Linked DNA regions of Mus musculus: all the other regions are linked to region 2. A link is a contact called in public Hi-C and HiChIP or PLAC-seq data. All regions are on one chromosome and are shown on one strand. The core of a region is the stretch at or near the end of the contact, and the rest is flanking DNA. Distances in the headings are between cores, read along the strand shown.

Region 1 (4,860 bases), core at 1,334-3,833, 220 kb before region 2:
GATTGTACACAGCAAGAATGCGGAGCATAGTCCTTAGAATCCCATGTCCTAGACGATCACAACTGAGAAAATCCTTAGGTGGCATTTGATCCTTCACAGTAAAATCGAAACCACACTCTCCCTGGCAGTCTGGCTCCTCAGGTGTTCTCCCCTCACAGTAGGTCCGCAGCACTGCAAGCAGTGACTCTATTTGAACTTGTCTTCCCAAAGCGTGTGCGCACTGGTGTTACCTGTCTTTGCCGACACCTCACAGTCTAAAATCTTACCCAACTCCTTCAACTCAAAGCACCGCCTCCCTCTCCCAAACGCCCACCATGCCTCTTGGTATCCTGTGTTCTTCTCTGCACTCTTTACACTGGCAGAGGGGAGAACAAACATGAACCTTGTCCATGCACATTCCAGAGTGTGTGTGTGTGTGTGTGTGTGTGTGTGTGTGTGTGTGTGTGTGTGTGTGTGTATGAACATGCACATGCATGTGTGTGGTGCTGGGGAACAAACATGAGCCTCGTTCATGCACTGAGTAGCCACGTGACTTCTAAGACAGTGACTTGTGTAAGTTTTGATGCTGAATCTTCCCACTGTCATTTCACGCTCCCCACAGTTCCCTACCACCTTCAAACATCTCTCAAAGGAGGGATCCCCAGGGAAAAGTGTGAGCAAGTGGAACCGAAAGCTGCCAAGGGACAGCTTTGATCTGCAATGAGGCAGGCTGCCCTTCAGTCTCATCTCCAGTACACAGTCCTTCTCCGTGGACTTTGCCCTTTTGCAAAATGGCCACAGTATGCATGCACGCGGAAGATGGCACTCGCTGTCTCAACGCTCTGAGTCCTGCCCTCCTCCCACCCCACTAATCTCATCTGCTTTAGTCATTCACTATATAGAAAGGTGACTCATTTCAGGGGACTCCATCATCCAATGCCTTGGATAAAGCAGGTGACCAACAGTTACGCTCTTCCTACCAACACTTCAGACAACCTCTTCTGAAGCTACAATTGCGCCTGTGGGGATTTACATCAAACACAGTGCAAGCATTAAAACGTGCTGCCTATGGATTTCTCTTTCTGGCACAGAAAGCAGGCACTCGGAGTTTACCGAGAGGAGCTGTGCCCTTCTGAGAATGCGCCTTTCTATGCAGGAGCTCCTTATGTTATTCAGCAAGCTGAAAACTGATTCTTTCCGGCAAGTCACTAGTGCCAGGCCAGGGAGGGTCACCAACACAGGGCAGGACGCTGCTGCCTCTATGGTGCTGTCCCCAGTCATTCTGTAGGGAAGACACCTGGCTCTGCTTTAACTGGAAATTTAAAGTGCTTCAGAAATAGCAGATAACGGTCTTCAGTTGGAATTAATGGCCCACGTGAGCAGGATCGGGTGGGGTGAGTACTGATGTTTGGCCTGTAAGCAATTTAAGAGCCTGGCAGTCTCCTGTCTCCATCCCACAATGCATCTCATGAGCTGGGAACAGCAGCTCTAGAATTGAGGTGAGGGGCTGCCTGACTCACCCAACCCTGCACCCCACAGAACTGAGTCGCAGGCCCTTGAACCGTGGGGAAAGCACTCCTGTATTCAGCTTGCACAGCTCAGAGGGTGGGCTTTGGTGACCTGGAGTGAAGCTGGCACACATGCCCACAGGGTGGCGGCGACAGTGCTATGTGTGCAGCCTTGCCTGTTTCAGCTGCTCGGTCGGAGCTTTTCCATGTTGATCTAATAAATACATGAAATGACTCCGTGCTTGTCAAGTACCTATCTGTGCTTCTGGGCAGCCCTCCTGCATCTCCAGGTCTTCCACAGGCTCAGGAGCTGGTGTTTCAGGAACCTGCAGGAATTCCATTCTCCAGAACTGCGGGGAAATAATGTGGACATGACAGGATACAGCAAACACATTAGCTCAGGAAGGTGTGCTCTGAGGGTTAGGTGGGTGAGTCCACTGACCACCGCTTAAATTGGGATTTCCGAATCCGTGAGGCCAGCTGCCTCACATGGTAGCTGTCCCTCCCAGAGGGAAAGGACCCTGGCCAGGCAAGTTTAAAATCATGATCAGCGTGGTGGGCTGAGTGAGCATGTTTGAGTCCCAGCTGGTGGACTGCTTAGGAAGATCAAGAGGTGTGGCCTTGCTGGCAGAGGTGGGTCACTGGGGATGGGGGTAGGGATGGAGGTGGGGGAGGGGGCTCTGAGGTTTCACAAGCTTCCACAGCCCAGGCTCGCTCTGCCTCCTTCCTTCTTCCCTTTACCCTTTGCTTCCTGACTTCAACTTGAGGATAAGAGGTAAGCTCTCAGCGACTGCTCTTGTGCCCTGCCTGCCTGCCGCCAAGCTCCCCGCCATGACGACCACGAACTCACCCTCTGAAACTGTAAGACCCCCAACTAAATGCTATCTTCTATAGGTCGCCTCGATCATGGCGCCTCCACAGAAACAGAACGGTAACTGAACTAGATAACTGCACAGGGAAACCTCCATTTCCTTCAGAACCTCTCAAGGTCCTGCGTGATGAGTGCAAACTGTCTTAGACATTTAGCAGTGGGAACTGTTGCCTCAAGGACTACAGGCAGGGTGTGTCCCTGCAGGACTGCAGGCAGGGTGTGTCCCTGCAGGCCTGCAGGCTGAGCCACAGCATGTGACTCGGGCGTGGAGTCAGCTTCATTGTCTCTAAGCTTGGGCCTGTAATTAAGGAGGGTGATTAGTCACCCAGCTTTGACAAAGGGCACAGTTAAGGATAACAGGCCTAAGAGGGGGAAAATATATAGCTACAAAGAAAAAGAAATCTCCTGAGAGAAACCCAACCATGTGAGGGACTACAGAGGTAGTATGCGCATTGTCTCTTCTGAGATGCTCACCACACAAAACGTAGCCAAAATGGTATGTTGCATTATGTTTCAGGGGACCAGCCTGAGAGTGGTCTTCTGTGTGTACATATGAATATGCATGTGGGTAGTGTGTAGCTTTCTCTCTCAGGTGGACTTACCCGGACCACTCCATCTGAGTGTCCTGTCACGATGACATTCTGCGTGTCCCACTCGTTCATCTCGGACATGCAGCAGCAGACAATCTGCTGGCTCCGGCCCGTGAATGTGTTCACACTCACGATGGGATTCCCATTGATGCTCCACACGTGGATGTACGTGCCTGCGCAGGACACAATGTCCCCCTGACAAGAAGAAGGGGAGTCTGAGCTTCATAGCACAGGTCTAGCTGTCACAACCTGTCAGTCCTCTGACTACTGCTGCATGATGGGAGGTGACCTGGAATTCAGTGCGGATTTACAGGTCTCCATTAGAAGCTTCTTCAGGAAGTCAGAGCTGAGTCCCTGCTGGGCACCTCCCCTCTGAGAAGCTGTGTCACCCACGGGTGAGAGGGACCATTCTAATTAGGATTGTGACTTCTGGGTATGACCAGAACGTATTCCTGCTTCTCATTGGAGAATTGAGCCCTCAACTAACTTTGACATAAAGACTCAAACACCGAGACCAGAGGGGTAAGAGGATGATAAGCTGAGGTGTGCTATCATCTCTTCAGTGACTGAGAAGACAGACAGACGGGGCTACCCTAACAGCTACTGCAAACTCTATACTTTTGCTGTACATGGTAAGTGAGCACTTTGGCTGTATTGTCACTAAAAACTTCAACAGAACTCTTACACTCTTAATTAGCCCCACGATCTCATCACTAGAGAAGCGTACTCTACGATGTTTTATTTTCATCGACTCTCGCTCTCTTTAAAGTGCGCAGCCGTGAATGGATTTTCAGGGGAAAAAATGTTGCCTGGGTTAAAAAACTTAACACCCATTTGCTTTTCAAGCAACTTATTAACCGAGCAGAAGGCAGTGGCACCTACAGTGGATGTCTGTTGACTTAGGAAACACACAGTTTGCCATTGGTTTGGCAATACGCTTCCTCAACCCACTACTCACTGTTAGCTCATTAATGCAAAGAGCGGAGACGGGAGCTCGGTGGCCGCGGAGCTGGGTTAGGAATGACAGTTTGTTCAGGTCCCAGATGATGCAGGTTCGGTCCCGGGACCCGCTGACAATTATGTGGTAGGCCAGGGATGCTGTGGCACAGGTGACAGTATCAGTGTGGCCAAGGAGAGCCTGCAAAAGACAACAGCAAGAAACCAGGCCAGTTACAACAGCATGGCGTGATGGTCACCTAGCAGACTCCACACTTCTACTTGTATCAGCAGACAGACAGGCTTACAAATATAGAGTTGGATGCTCAGGACAAGGATGGGGTGATAGTCTAGCTGTTCCTTTCCACCTTCACATTATTCTTGGAGGGAAGGGAAATAGTGACCCAGATCTTTGAAGGAAGAGGGAATATCAGCCGCAACTGGCTTGGATTTCATTCCACTCTTCCAATGTGATCATGTACTGAATATGGGTCCCAAAGCAGAGACTATAAGCTGGGCTTCTAGTCTTTTGCCACAAACTCCTATTTAGATGGTATTGAGGATCTGCAATTTAAAAAGGTGTATGGACCAAGTGCAATTATTATATAACCCCGCCCCCCCCCCAAAAAAAGAAATTAGGATTGCATGGTTACTGTCTATGACCCTAAAGATATCAGGGAGCACGGTCTTGCCACGGTGTAGCCCTGCTGTGCCGAGCAGCTCTGCCATCTAGAGGAATGCTGAGCAAGCCCAGAAAGCTGTTTAAAGTCCTCAGGCCACAACATTCGCACATAAGCTTCAAAGTACTGCACAGAGGGAGTGTGATCCTGCTGAGACTGCCTTCACATGGCTAACCTCAGTGGGACCAAGGAGCTTTGGTCTCTGGATGACTGTTGGTCAACAGTCATGGATTTATTCTTTCCATATATGCCTAAGGCAGGTTTATTTGGCTTTAAAATGGCCTTGGAGTCAGAAT
Region 2 (4,862 bases), core at 1,019-3,518:
TCACATCTAATTGGTATCCTAAAACATTGATCATCACTGGCTCTAAACTTAGGCAATCTGGGTCCTAGACTTTCCCTAAAGTTGCCTAATTCCCCATCTGTACAATGGGATCAGCATCTTCCCCGTGTCTGAATGAGAATACACGGATGAATACTTTACATGCATGCTATCCTGGGATCCTCTCCATCTTTCCGTGGTACTCTGATACACTCTCCATCACAAGCATTAGACAGAGACAGGTGGAAAGTACACAAACTAATTTTTTTTCCTCAGACTTGCCTGCATCTACAAGACTTAGACGTTCACGCTCTTCTCAGCCTCCCAGTACCTGGCCAACAGGTATGAGTCACCATACCCAGGTAGGATATTTACTCTTTTTAAACTACGATACCCAGTTGTTTACCATCTTTTGTGGTTCCAGATCAAATGGGGGTGGGGGAGCCCCGATGTAGGCTACATTCTGAGGATAATTTCTAGAAATTCTAAGACCCCACTGAATGCAGCACCTTGGTGATATTTAGGACACCAGAGGTAAACAGTGAAGACTTGTGGAGTTCAGCATCCTCAGAGTACAGAATCTGATCCTGGAATATTACACTACGGTTTAACTTTCTTTCATGTCTTTCCAAGTTACTTCAAAGCCTCATGTTCCTTAACTCATAGCACATTTGTAGAGAAATTTTTGTGAGAAGCATATTTTTACATGAATAGATTTCAACTAAGGAAAAGAGAAACTATTTAAAAACCTGTATTTCTAGTTGCTTGAGGCAGAACTGCTCAAAGTTTTAGTTCTCAAACCTAATGAAATACAGATTTTTTTTAAACATTAAATGCATATCAAGCTAATTCTTACACAGCAGGGTCCCATGATGACAGTTTTATTTAAAGAGGGATTTACTTTGACTAGATCTATACACTAACAGACTATAGTCTTTCTCCTAGACTCTACACTAATACCACATCCCATTTTCCTGTAAATAAGTACATTTTTCATTGTTTTGTTATTTTTACTTGCTTTACATCCTGACAGTGAAAACTGATCTAAACCTGCTTGATAGAGGCCAGCCTGGAATCTGCTGTCTCGACGCAAGGGTTTTGTTTTTCTTTTTTTGTTGGGTTTTCAGACACCATAATAACCACTTGGTACTGACCAACCCATAGCTATTAGTGAACAAAAATAGTTTTTCGTATGCATAAGCACCATTTTTCCCACAGAAAAAACACTTAGCCATTGGTGAGGTACTGAAAATCCATGCATTCGGTAAACATCTGCTTGATCTGATTCTATCCTATTATTTCTACAAAGGAAGAACTCATCATCTGTCTCTCCGATTCAAGAGTCAAAAAATCAATGGAACGCAGCACCTCCGATGCGACCATGGTCCAGAGGGCTCTGGTCGGAAAGGTCACCGCTGCCTTTTCAACCCCGCCATAACCGCGAATGTCGGTGATGCCACCACATCCCCGATGCAGGACAGAAGCATCCCAGGTCCCTTCCACAGGGAAGGGTTTGCAGCTCAGAGCGTAGAGGGATGAGCCAGGAGAGGCCCGCGGCCCTGGAGACGGCGCCCGAGGGATGGAGGCCGCGCTCCGCTGCGCCCGGGCGCGCGCGGGTGGGGGCTGGGGGGTCCGGGAATGGGCACCGGGAGGGTCCTCCCGAGGGGACCGGCATGACCCCCACCTACCCCGGGCGCCGCCGGGTTACGCCCCCGCCCTCCCGGACCTGCGGTCGCCTTGCCCCCGCCTCCCCATCCCCGAGGCCCCCGCACGCCCCTCCGCCGGCCGCCTGGGACCAGCCGCCGACGGCGCCCTCTCCAGGCCCGGAGGAGGACGCGGGTGGGGGAGCGGCTGGGCCGCGGCCTGTCCCCGCGCGGACAGCGCCTCCGCCCCGCAGGAACAAAGCGCGCCGCGGGCGAGCCGGCGAGCGGGCAGGCAGCACTCACCGCGGACGCGCGGGCCCAGGCGTGGGGCCCGGGAGTCCCCCCAGGCCGGGCCGGGGCCGAGCGCCCGCTGCAGTCCGCGAGCTGCGGGGCCGGGGCGGCAGCCGTGCTAGGCAGCCAGGGCAGCGACGCCGCCGCCGCTCCCTTCTCCCGCCTGGGTCCCTGCTCCGCCGCGTCTTCTCCCTCGCCGGGTCCCCGCCGCCGCCTCAGCCTCGGCACTGCACGGGCTGCTCCTCTCCATCAAGGCCGGGCCGGGCCGCGGGGAACATCCCGGAAAGTGAGGGCTGGTGGCCGTCTCCCGCAGCTGCTGGTGGCCATCTTTAATCCTCCTCCTCCTCCCGCTCTCCCCACCTCCCGCGCCCGCTGACGGACGGCTCGGGATCCTCCTCCCGCTCCTCCCGCTCCTCCTACCAGGCCGGCCGCAGAAACTGCAGCCGCGCGGCCGGCCCCTCCCGCCTTTCCTTCCTCTTTCCTACTTCCTTCCCTCGCCGCGGCTCCTGCTTGCCGGCACCCTGGACAGGCGCGCAGCCCAGTCCGCGCCCCGCGCCCCGCGCCCCCTGCCCTCGCCTCCGGGCTCCCGGGTCCTCTGGCGCAGCGCTCACCCCCTCCTCCGGCTTCTCGGGGGACCCTGCTGAGAAAGCACCGCTGCGCGCCCCTGAGCCCTACTCCCATTGCTGGATGCTGTCACCAGCGATGAAAACACGCGAGCCTGCGTTCATTTTACTCCAGCTGGAGTACAAAAGAACTGCCCACGCTAGCTCTTTCACTACGCGGCCTCGAACCCCCACCTCCTCCGGTGCGGATCAGGACCCAGGAGTTTCCAGTCTCCAGGGTTGTCCTGGGTCAGTGACCTTGAGACCTTCTGCTGAGATTTTAGGTTTGCCCTTTCTGGAAAGGTCATTCTTTGTACCTCCATAGACCTGACCAACACAATGTTTGCACTAAATGAGTATGGATTGGTAAACTTGAAACAGCCAAGCGGACATCAGCTTGTCTCTGTTCCTAGTCCGCCCAGCGTACCGTTTGGGTCATACTTCTGTTCTGACGGTGGGGACAAAACTGAGTCAGCATGAATGCTTGAACTCCTTGAGTTGAACAGCTCAGAGTGGGGAAGTAGTGGTACAGAAACTGGAAACACGAGCTTGTTTTCCCAACACTGCAATCTACAGCAGTTTTAGGATTTCCTCTAAAAAAGAAAAAAAAAAAAAAAAAGCCGAAGTAATTTGGACTTGCTGTTTCCTTTTTTTAAGCCAGTTTGTGTTTGGAATTGGATCCAGTTGTACCGATTTACTCCACTGTTTGCTACAAGATTCAGCAGCTGTTCCGTGTGGGGGCCCCTGTTCCTGCTGTTCCCAGGCACCCGCTGGCAGGACAAAGCACCTTTCCCCAGGTGTGGAGAGCCATGCCTGTAAGGCCTGTGCTGGGTGGGGCTGCTGTTGGATGAGGTTGGGGGGTCCCTCAGGAGGATAGAAGAATTGTCCAGAGTTGGAGGCCAGGGAGACAGTCAGGGAAGGGAAGAGACCAGGGGCAGGCTACAGAATAAAAATGTAAATGTTACTCAATTCTGAAAGAGTAGGTCAGAACAACCCCTTTTAAAAAAACCTACTTTTATAACCAGATCATCTAAGGGGGAACAGAAATCCGATGCTTTGCCTCTAAGGCTCACAAAGTAACCTGTAAAGATACTGGCCATTCAACTGTTTTAACTCAGTCTGTGCCATCTATAGAATTCCTTTAAAGCCAAATAGGCTGTGCTATAGCGCTCTATAATACAGTTTTAAATAAATCATTACTGCCAGGTCGCTGGGTGGGGGAGGGGTGTGCCTGCTTCCTTTTCCTTCTTACTGCTCCTTCCTCCTTGGCCCTTTGATGTGTATTCTTTAGGTACCGTTCCTCCAATCTGCCCTTACACAAATGTACCACAAAATTCTCTTCAGCCTGGGAGTGTGGCAGGAAGAAGAGCTACTGGATGCATGGCTACATTAGGGTAAGAAAATCAGTTGAGTCAACACTAAGACCAGGGTGCCTTTCAGAAGGAAGATCTTCAACTAAATATGAATGAGGTTTCGAATTTTTTTTGTAATTATAATTGGGAGAAGAAAATTTATGAAATGTATGTCATCAGCACATTGATTATAAATGTCTTTCTGTTGGAAAAAAAACCATTGCAATAAAGTTCAAGGGTATATCAGTATGCAAATGTGGCAATTTTCCTGCTGGTGTCTTATAGAGAATATTTCACAAAGGTTTTCTCCTAGTGCACACATATACACCCAGCTGCCTTCCCTTGTTTTGCTGAAGCTATACAAATATAAGGATTATAAGGATGGTCTGGAAAAGACCCTTCCCAGTTGCTCTCTCTCAGCTCTGCCTCAGATCTGTCACCGCCACAGCTCTTACCTTCCTGGGTCTTTGTTGCCGGCCAAATGTAGTTTCTGTCATCTTGAGTTTAGGTATTCAAAACAAAACAAAACAAAACAAAACAAAACCCTGGTCAGCTCAGGTTCTCCAGCAACATGACTACTGTGTCCTGTGTATTCACTCAGATGAACTCACACTCCTCATAAAACAAAGACTGTGTTAAAGTGGAATAAGCCCTTTGTGCAGAGGCCAGATGGAAGGAGTTCTAGGCATGTGCAGCGAACTCCTCTGGGGATAGAGGAAGCTGAAGGGCTATTTCTAAACAGTTCTGCACCAGGAGTCTGATTCCTAACTTCCATTCAGAAATGAGGTGACTGTAGACAATAGCAGTTGAGGAGCTGTGCCTCACGACAAGTAAAAGCCATGGATTTGTGGTGACAGAAGACTCGTGAGCACAACAAGTGACTGGCGGGAGAGATGCTGAGGAGGGAGGACATGTTTTAAAAGAGAATTTCCAAAATTGTTAAGAGAAGCAATAAGCTCAGAATTCTCTGTTTAAGC
Region 3 (4,758 bases), core at 1,752-4,251, 250 kb before region 2:
TGAAGCTTGCGTCATGGCGCACCACGTCACCCCTTCTGGCATGTGCTGCGTCCACAGAGAGGTGATGGTCCCCCTGCAAGCTTCAGGTGTAATTGAGTCTGTGGCACTTGGTTCTTCTAAGTGTTTAGCTTGGTCATTTGAGTCGCAGGTGCTTGCTCTCTACAGGAACCTGAGCTGTGGGGTCTCTGCAGTGACCGCAGGCCATTCCCTGTCCCACCGGTAGGAGCATCATGTTTAGATCCCCGCCTTCTTCCGGGTTGCACTGGAACACATTAACCTTCCACGGCAGCTGCTCTGTGCCATCCCTCGCTTGGTCACTGAGCCCCATCTATCTCCCAGCCCGCTCGGGTTTATGTCCTGTTTCTCTATCTTTTTCTTTTTAACATTCCCTTCTCTTCAATTTTAGCAGTGTCTTTCTCTTCTGTTTTTCTTTTTTTTCTTATGGCCCCAACTGACCATTTTTTTGTCTTTTGCATTGCATCTCCTTGTTGATAGATTTTGATATTTAGTAATTTATGGTTAAATCCCTAAAAAACAAACAAACAAAAAACCCAAAACAACAACAACAAAAAACCAAACCCAAAAACCAAGCCAAGATAAAACATGAGCTTTGTTTTTCAAAAGTCAGCAAGTTTCTGCGGCATGCATTTGCACTTCTGTTTAAGAAGTCTCTCTTGTGCAGTCGGCGGTCAGCAGTGGGGTCATCTGAGCCATGCCCCTGCCCTGAAAGCAGATCCTTGACCTATTTGGATCCAGCTAGTGGGAAGTGCTTGCTGATGTCACTTTTCATGTCGCATAACTTCTTGGGATGGCTCCCCTCTCTGCAGGCAGGCAGGCTGCTCCAGCTGTGCCGGGGAAAGCAGCAAGAGGAGCTGGGCTGTAATTTGAGTAGCCTCTGGCTGTGAGGGGCACCTGCCACAGGTCCCTGCCTGCTTGCTTGGAGACATGAAGGTGACCCATGGGACGGCTGCCCTGTGCTACTGTGTAAGCCAAAGGGTTTCAGAGTAAATTGTGCCTGTGTTCATCCCACTGCTTCAGTGCTGGGAGGGGCAGGGCGGTTCTTCGGATTCTGTTTTACAAGTCTGTGTTAGAAGTCACTTACTTACCTGTTCTTAGTGTACGCTACCCTCCATGGCTCACACATGGGATTTTCCAGTTAGAGCTCACCATTGTTCACACACACACACACACACACACACACACAGAGAGAGAGAGAGAGAGAGAGAGAGAGAGAGAGAGAGAGAGAGAGAGAGATGTGCGCTCCTCCAAAAGTGCACTGGGGAAGGTTTAATGATTATAATTATACATAAAGATGGTAAGTTTTGGTGTGTGTGTGTGTATTTGAGACCCTGTATCCCAGACTGACCTGGAACTCACTGAGAAGTCCAAGTCATAGCAATTCTTCTGCCTCAGCATATCTAATGCTGCACTTACAGTTGTGAGCTACCATGTCTGTGTGATTTCATAAAGCAGTGTTTTAGAATTGTACATCTACGAATGTGTTGGGCTCTTCAGCCAGCCTGTGGGACATTGGGTTCCCAAGACCATGACAGAATTACTAGCAGCCAGGGGGTGGGGGTGCAGTCCTTCTGGGCATTCTCCAGCTCTTTGCAGCCCAGATGAGTTGCATACTGCAGGGCTGCAGCAGGAGTCTTGGGAGAGAGGGGTGATGGGCGGGGACATAGCTGTTCCCTGGCTCCTTTTCCTTGAGTGGACTGCTGTAGCAGATGAGCTGGGAGGTCAGGGCTTGGCCTGCTTCTTGGTCTCCCAAGGACTTTGAAGAACACCCTGGCACCTGTGGTCATCCCAGGTAGGACTTTGGTGGAGGACTTTTGCGCTTTGTCTCTCAGGTGACCGATCATGGTTCCCTAAGGGTATTTCTTCAGCAAAGTACCTTACATGGTCTGCAAGTCTCTCTGAAGCTACAAGTTTAAGTTTTTTCACATGTCTCCTATGGTTGGCCCTGTGTCCGCTGCTCTGAAGGTTTGTTGTCTATTGAGAGAATGTCTGTGGACCTCAGCTCTGCTTCCTCCGTGCAGCTCAAGGTGCAGTGAGTGGCTCTGGCCCTTTGCTCCCCTCTCTTGAGCACTGGACACGCCCAGCTGGAGCTTGTGAAGAGCTGTCTCACTTCTGTAAAGGTGGCTGCTCAGCGCTTAAAGCTGGGTTTTTGGGAGGGAGTGTGTGCTCACTGTGCAAACGGTGTGTGTGAACGGTGTGTGTGAACAGTGTGTGAACGGGTCTTCTCTGCTTCATCACCAGGGGTCCGAATCCCAGCAAAGTGCTCCAGCAGCTGTTAGTGCTTCAACCAGAACAGCAGTTAAATATCTACAGAACCCTGAAGATTCATCTCACCGAGAAAGGGATCCTGCAGCCCACCTTGAAGGTGTAGCTGCCCTTGAGGACGACGGGCTGCTGAGGAGGAGCTCACAGACCAGCTCTGACTGGAGCCGTGCACTGAGCCAGCCTGGGGCTAAAACTCAGTAGATGCAGGCTTTGCAGATACAAAGGTTTCTTTTTCTGAATTTACAATTACTGTGAATATTTAACAAACACGTGGTCTAAGGTGAGTGCAGCAGTCGCCCACCCGTGAAAGATCCTGTACTTTTCTAAAATGTATTTTCCAATGTTAAGTTCTCTGCCCTCACTGGCCAGGTTCCATGATTTAGGTAGACTTGCGTTTTAAAGAGTCAAACACTATCAACTGAGGCCCTCGTAGGGTGTTGACCTTTGCCCTGGTGCTGCCCTGGCGTAGCCATAGCTGAATGCACTGGAGGCACCTTGGGAATCGAGGTCTCGGGGTTTCCTCCTCTAATGATCTCAAGCATTTCTGAAGGGCTGAGTTAGATTAAAAAGAAAGAAAAAGAGCGATTGTCCACTTTTCTCTCTCTTCTTTTTGTTTGTTTGTTCATGGTACTGGGCTAGAACCCAGGGTCCGGTCCACACCAGGCAGGTGCCCCACTCTTGGGCTCCGCCTTGGCTGGGCCGCCTACTTTCAGAGTAGCAGTCATCTGCCAAGTGTTAACGCCCTGGTGTTAAGGAGTTTCAAAATCAGAAGCTAGAGGCTGGTGCTTAGACCACTGTTGATTTGTTGAAAAAGAAGTTATCAGAATCCATTTCTGATGCAAAAGAGACTCAGAGTGGGTCCTGCATGGCGAGCCCAGCACGAGGCTCCTCCACCAGAAATACCTCACCAGGGATGGTAGGGATGAGTGGTGTGTGGTGGTGGCTGGGGAGCCACCTGGAAAGGAGAGTTTTCCCTAAAGACCCAGCTCCAGGCCAGCCCCCTGCTGGTAATTAACCTCTGTCACCTTGCACTTCCTGAACCCAAGAATAAAAGTACAGCAGAAACAGCAGCCATGAAGCAGGAAAGCCTACAAATGCCACACCTTGCCCCTGTGCAGGTGGGGCCGGACCCTGTGAGTGGACTAGGGGATCTCCTGTTGCTGTGTGTGCTCTGCAGCCATACTTAACCAAATGTCGCGGTCACCCGCAGAGACGACCTGGAGGGGGAGAAATGGAGATGCTGCAGAGGATAGTTTGGTAATGAAAAGAGTAAATATTTTGTTTAAGTTAGAAATCACCCATATTTCCTTCCCACTGTGGATGCGCTAGGGTTCTGAGGAGGAGCCCACAGGCATCAGTAGCAGTCCTGAGAACACCATTGTTGGCCCCCAGGTGACTGGTGACCCTGCGCTGGATTCAGCCCACGCCCTCTGCATACAAGCCAGGGGAGCGCTGTCACCTTAGGAGATCCCCTCTCAGTGGCTGATGTCAGTGTCCCCTGCTTTTGTGTGTCCCCCCGCCCCGCCCCAGATGTTGACCATAAATGAGTTGCAGGCACAAAAGAAATGGAGGGAAGCCTTGTGGTAGGAGCATGTCCAGGAACAGGCTGTCTGCAGAGGTAAAGGATGGTTGAGGACATGGTGGCTTCTCCTTACCCACCATGCTCTCATGGCTTGCGAGGCAGAATTATGGAAGCATTACTTAATACACGTATTAAAAATCAATATTCTAAACACAAAGGATGAAACTAGGACTATCTGGGGTTACAATAAAAGCTCTTCTCAATTAGATCTTTTAGAGCTGGGTGTACATTATGCCATATAAAAACAAGCGAGTTCTTTAACAACAACACTCTAGTAATGAACATTTTAGCCTACTTTTTATAGCGTGTACATTAAAGTGGACTATAGCAAACAACCACCGTGAGAGCGACTGTGACCAGCGTTCCATTTGCACTGGAACAGGCGTCATCCAGTGGAGTGAAGTGGTGGATGAGTGGCAACCAGGAAGGCCCTCCACAGCAGAGATCCATCGATGGAAAATCGACCTTTGAACTGCTGTCTGACCTGGTAGCTTTTGGGATGGTGATGTCTGAGAACCAGGGCGCTCTCCCTAGTCTTCCTTGTGGATTCACACAGACAGTTGCTGTCCGAGATTAAAGGCTGCCCCCACTTTTGTCCCTTTGCACTTTGAACAGAGGTCATGGCGACACCTGGTCTGATGAGAAGAAAGGTCGAGACAGTGTGGATATACTGTACGGGGTGAGAGTTTATTATATGTGTCTATCAGCCCTCAGCGCTGTGGATATATATACTGTAGAGCTTATGATATGTGTCAATCAGTCCTCTGAATCTTTTTACTGAAACTGGGATAGAAAAATAAAGATCCAATGGTATTTTGACTTTGCGCTGCTGTTTTCTAATCGGAGAAAAAGCATTCTGTAAGCACTGGGCTTCTAGACAGCTCCTCGCCCCA
Region 4 (4,627 bases), core at 486-2,985, 150 kb before region 2:
AGTGCATGGTTTATATGCATGTATATTACCTCAATACAAGAGAGGCATGGTTAACTGACATTCTTAGAGTTGAAAACACTTATATTTACTGATGAGACAACTCAATTATCAACCAACCCATGTTAAATAAATATATATTTAGGCAGGCTGTGAGATGAGAAACTGAGTTACTGCTTGTGAAGGTGGCCTCTGTCACAGGGGAGGCCATTTCCATTGAGTTGTTTCTTCATCAACATCAGTCAACTTCAGATCACATCTATTATTTTATGTATATTAAAGAATGGTCCCAGGGTTGTTTCAAGCATAGTGGTGAAGATCTTCATGTAATACTACCCCTGATTACTCACAGTATGTGTGTGTGTGTATATGTGTGTGTGTGCATGTGTGTATTCAACTATCTATCTATCTATCTATCTATCTATCTATCTATCTATCTATCTACCTACCTACCTACCTACCTATCTATCTATCTATCTATCTATCTATATCTACCTATCATCTATCAATTATCTATCAATCTACCTACCTGCATACCTATCTATCATCTATTTATCTATCTACCTACATGTCTATCTATCTGCATATCTACCTATCATCTATCAATTGTCTATCAATTGTCAATCAATTAATTAATCTATTAATCTACCAACCTACATACCTATCTGTCTATATATCATCTGTCTGTCTGTCTGTCTGTCTGTCTGTCTGTCTATCTATCTATCACACACACACATATATTACAAAGAAATCAATGGACACTGCAATGGGATATTTTAGCACTTACCTTAGCATATAACATCACAATAAAACATCAGTACTTTTAGGAAAGGAAAATCATTCACAGCTGATTTTACACAAAAGACCCATTTGAAAAAATAGCACTATCAGTCTAAGATGGATACTGTCTTACAGAGGTTAAGGAATTTTAACCACGCCAAGTTCTGTAGATATTAAGTACAGCTTATAGCCTGGTCTACAGTGCTGAGGACCAGAAAAAGTACTTTACAGCATCTTCCAGCCCCTGGAACGCCTGTGAAATCTTTAGCACTCTGAAAATATAAAATTTAGAATACGTCGAAATGTGCAGATTGTTTTATGACAGATGCTGGCACTAAGACAGCTTTAGAGTTTGGAGTATTTTGGACATTAGGTTTGGGGACATTCACCTGTGACAATATCTTTATTCAGAAGAGACTGTTTAGTACTTCCCCTCTCCCAGCTGCTCCTGAAACTAGAGTGTGGAGTTCTCCATGAATGCTCATCCCCCATTCTGTCAGCAGAAGGCTGCAGATATAGATACAGTGGCTGCTGCTGCTCAAGAGTGAGAACCTAGCCTGGACTCTCCGCACCCAGGTGAAGACCGAGCGCTGGTGTTTCGGGGTACAGCATGCTTACCTTGACGGTGCTGACCAGTTGCCCGTCGAGGTAGAGGGCCGCGGTGCTGTTCTTCAGCATGCCTCTGCTCATGAGCAGAGCCAGGTGGTGCCACTGTCCCTCCACTACCAGCTCTCCACACCGGAAGCGGGCACAGCACGGGAGGATCTCATAGAAAGAGGACTCTTCACTGAAATCATCAACTAAATAAGACAGAGGGGAAGGACGTGAGCGTGCTTGCCCACACTGTCCCTGTGCTGGATCACAGATTTCTAGATCAGCAGATTCAGATAGTCCGTGACACAGAGGCAGCATCCTGCGCATCCCACAACCAGTTGCTGGTCTGTGATCATCCTGCCAGAACCACAGGACAGCAGCTGCAGGGAGCCCTGCTGCGTGGCACTGGGTACAAACTATCTGCTGTTCCAAGTTCTTGCTTCCTGTGAGAACCTTGTCCAATAGACACCCTCCTCTGCCAGCACTGCCTAACTCTACCCTCTGATTGCTGCTTAGCACCAGCCAGACTGTGCTAAGAAACAGTAGCTTTATTCACATGTAAACAGTAAGATAATACCTTCTCCTCTTAGTTCTTTATTGTTTATTTTTGAAGTTGTAATTTAATTACAACATTACTCTTTTCCCTTTCTTCCTCTAAACTCTCCCCCACTCTCAAAGGATCCCAGATCCTTCCCATCTCCATATTCAATAAACTATTTTGGTCAACTACAACAAAAAAGAAACAATGGGGCTATATGAATTTCATTTTCACATTTGTCTAATTGAAAATTAATGTTCTGCCATTGGTTTGTTGTTCTTAGTGGTGCTGGGAGTCAAATCCAGAGACAGACACGAGGCTGCACATATTTTTATTCTTCCCCTGGGCTAGAACACAGTCCTACCCTTTCTCAGTGTTTGTAGCTGAGCAGACGACAGTGAGAGACAGAATGGAGAAGCCCACACAGGAAGTGAACTTACCTGGCCTCAGGAAGTCATAGTTACAGACAGAGGGGTGTGAAGGATGTCATAGAGAGCACAGGGCCAGCATGTGCTTAGCATGTACAGAGCCCTGGTCTCAATCATTCCACACACACAAAAAGACGTGCACATCAGCACTGCCAAGAGGGCTTCTGGGTAAAGGCGCTCACTGCTAAGCTGGATCTGAGGGGCCCACATGCAAATCACATCACCAACCACTGTATCAACTTGTGTACATTTACAGTGGCACAAATTACACCCCTCCCCCCCTAAAAACATTCAGAGCAGAGAACCGAGGTTTGTGTCTTCCACTTCCTTACTAATAAAACGGTAAATATCCTCTAGTACTAAAGAGGCCATTACTTAAAAATGTCAAGAGAGGTAGGACATAGCTCGGCTTCTAGGGTGCTTGCCTACCATGCATGAGGGCCTGGCCTCGGTCACTAATGAGTGACGTTGGGGTGGGAGGTGCATGCCGGTCATTACAGCACAGGGAGTGGAGACAGGATCAGGATTCCCAGGCCAGCCTTGGGCTCACAATGAAATTTACATCTCAGAAATAAACCAACAGGAGCGGTGTGGGAGTTTCATTTTCGGGGATGAACCTGGTTGTCATACAACAGTAAGCCGGTGCAAAGTGCTGCAGTTAGGGTTAGCCGCGCGGGCGTCTAGCTAGCGTATTAGCTGAGGGTTGTCAGCAGTCAGGATAGGAAGTAGAGGGAGAGGTGGGTTTATAAATAAATGTCAGCTAAAGACCTGCTCAGAATACTCAAGTATTTAAATGCAGACTCCACTCTGCGTGTGGAAATACAAGCACCAAGCTTAGAACACAGACAGATTTTTTTAAAATGCTTTCTTGGTTCCTGAGGTAAGGTCAAGTGGCCCTCAATAAACAAAGAGTGATGGTTTTTACTTCCAAGGGAGAGTAGATGGATACCAAGTCCAAAGGACATTGATTTCAGAGGGAAGATGTAAGAAGAGATCAGAGGGTATATGAAAGGGCTGCCAAACAGTGAGGTGACCAAGGGGGCACCCCAAAGTGCCTGCCTCAAAGGGTCTCAATGCAAAGGCAGTGTTCCCCAATGGAGTGCGGGGGGAGGGGAGGAAGAGAGCTTTTCAATTATCTGTTTGCTATCAAACTGGTGGAAGGCTTCGCCTTTCAAAATGTGATCTCCAGCCCTCACGATGAGAACTTTGAGATGAATTATACTGATGATAACTCAGCGCTGTGAAAGGCACCATGAAGAACACCGAGAAACTGTATAATTAAATTTAAAAGCAAGCGCTTATATTCCATTAGTATTTACCATCAACCACGTGCCAATCAATGAAATATCTTCACTAAAAAGATAAAAGTTAGATGATAAAAATTCTTTTTATGTAGTTTTTATATTCAGGACAAAGGCAACTGAGTGAGCCCGGGGTTCGTGTTTACAAACTTTTAGTTAGATCTTCATGGGTGCCTTGAGTTTGAGGTTCTATAGCACTCCAGAGTCGGTGACTGTATGTTGGAGGGAATTATTTACACAAATGCACGGAATGCCTTGAAGGAGAATGATGGGCGAAGTGACTGTGATGTTGCTGCTGTGTGCGGCACAGAGCTGCACACATGGCACCCAGGTGTGCAACGAATGCTCCTCACTCTGCATATACACAGTCAACCATCACTTCAGCAAAATGGAGCAAGCTCGAGAGCTGCTTCCCAAGCAGGATCCTGAACACTGGTAAGCAAGATGCGTCCTCAGTCAGGCTCCGCCTCTGTGGTTTGCCAAGTCACTCTTGACAATGCTTTAATCAGGGAAGTAAGTATGTGTGCGTGCGTGTGTGCATGTGTGCATGCGTGTGTGATAGTTATTATTTGTTTAATTATATACATACACACATACATATATATGTGTGTGTATGTGTGTGTATATATATATATATATATATATATATATATATGAATCTTAAAATTTACTGGCAAATATGCAAGATTTCCTATAACCTGTTCTGTGCCACCCTAACTAAAGCTAGATGAGGATTATCACTTTGAACTTAGAAATAAGTGTTAATTACGCTGACCATAGTTTTGGAGTAGCTCCTCCTTTGTGGAAACGATTAAGGACCGGTCTTTTGCAGACAGAACTATGGCAAGGCACACGTAATGCTGCTCAGATGAATTCGCTCGCCGCACGACAGTGAGGAGTCTGACGGGGTGGTTGTTTGGCGGGGAGCTGAAGTGCTCGATGCAGAACCAGCAGGAATAGCTCAGGCCAGAAGGCGGGGGGAAGAACCT

The links. Hi-C and Micro-C count contacts between places; a contact is called where the count stands out from the background. HiChIP or PLAC-seq counts read pairs in DNA pulled down with a chosen protein or histone mark.
Region 1: a contact with region 2 is called in an H3K27ac HiChIP or PLAC-seq map of embryonic stem cells, with 4 times the contacts expected there. The contact joins the enhancer-like site here to the promoter of Wdfy3 in region 2. A contact is called at or near these places in 11 of 39 promoter capture datasets (the 3T3-L1 cell line, the C10 cell line, the HPC-7 cell line and 5 more), 2 of 15 datasets of contacts at CTCF or cohesin (embryonic stem cells and pro-B cells), 12 of 484 Hi-C or Micro-C datasets (the N1E-115 cell line, bone marrow-derived macrophages and embryonic stem cells), 23 of 115 datasets of contacts at active chromatin or transcription factors (the NIH/3T3 cell line, bone marrow-derived macrophages, cardiomyocytes and 12 more) and 3 of 9 other capture datasets (adipose tissue, liver and pancreatic islet).
Region 3: a contact with region 2 is called in an H3K27ac HiChIP or PLAC-seq map of embryonic stem cells, with 5 times the contacts expected there. The contact joins the enhancer-like site here to the promoter of Wdfy3 in region 2. A contact is called at or near these places in 11 of 39 promoter capture datasets (the 3T3-L1 cell line, 3T3-L1-derived adipocytes, the C10 cell line and 5 more), 3 of 15 datasets of contacts at CTCF or cohesin (embryonic stem cells, large pre-B cells and pro-B cells), 17 of 484 Hi-C or Micro-C datasets (the 63-12 cell line, B cells, the Ba/F3 cell line and 8 more), 16 of 115 datasets of contacts at active chromatin or transcription factors (bone marrow-derived macrophages, cardiomyocytes, differentiating embryonic stem cells and 6 more) and 2 of 9 other capture datasets (adipose tissue and liver).
Region 4: a contact with region 2 is called in a Hi-C map of cortical glia, with 2.6 times the contacts expected there. The contact joins the enhancer-like site here to the promoter of Wdfy3 in region 2. A contact is called at or near these places in 16 of 39 promoter capture datasets (the 3T3-L1 cell line, 3T3-L1-derived adipocytes, the C10 cell line and 10 more), 17 of 484 Hi-C or Micro-C datasets (the AML12 cell line, B cells, the HPC-5 cell line and 14 more), 20 of 115 datasets of contacts at active chromatin or transcription factors (the NIH/3T3 cell line, bone marrow-derived macrophages, cardiomyocytes and 14 more) and 3 of 9 other capture datasets (adipose tissue, liver and pancreatic islet).

What each region holds. Positions count from the first base shown.
Region 1 is chr5:101,845,363-101,850,222 of GRCm38.p6, forward strand. Wdfy3 (WD repeat and FYVE domain containing 3) reads right to left here. Exons shown (of 67, transcript NM_172882.3): 61 at 3,907-4,086; 62 at 2,961-3,143; 63 at 1,741-1,837. Among named protein-coding and RNA genes, the nearest start is that of Gm20548, 22 kb to the left of the region's middle. Within about 2 kb of position 2,584, at least 46 of the 459 cell types and tissues checked have an H3K27ac peak or open chromatin away from gene starts, as enhancers often do. A contact at or near this core is called in the N1E-115 cell line, embryonic stem cells and extraembryonic endoderm stem cells, where this site is marked.
Region 2 is chr5:102,067,653-102,072,514 of GRCm38.p6, forward strand. Wdfy3 (WD repeat and FYVE domain containing 3) reads right to left here and starts at 2,269. Exons shown (of 67, transcript NM_172882.3): 1 at 1,944-2,269.
Region 3 is chr5:101,819,175-101,823,932 of GRCm38.p6, forward strand. Cds1 (CDP-diacylglycerol synthase 1) reads left to right here. Exons shown (of 13, transcript NM_173370.3): 13 at 2,260-4,678. The coding sequence ends at 2,389. Among named protein-coding and RNA genes, the nearest start is that of Gm20548, 4.6 kb to the right of the region's middle. Within about 2 kb of position 3,002, at least 11 of the 459 cell types and tissues checked have an H3K27ac peak or open chromatin away from gene starts, as enhancers often do. A contact at or near this core is called in embryonic stem cells, where this site is marked.
Region 4 is chr5:101,918,001-101,922,627 of GRCm38.p6, forward strand. It overlaps Wdfy3 (WD repeat and FYVE domain containing 3), which reads right to left. Exons shown (of 67, transcript NM_172882.3): 21 at 4,414-4,627; 22 at 1,396-1,577. Among named protein-coding and RNA genes, the nearest start is that of Gm42135, 27 kb to the right of the region's middle. Within about 2 kb of position 1,736, at least 16 of the 459 cell types and tissues checked have an H3K27ac peak or open chromatin away from gene starts, as enhancers often do. A contact at or near this core is called in cerebral cortex, cortical glia, muscle stem cells and 1 more, where this site is marked.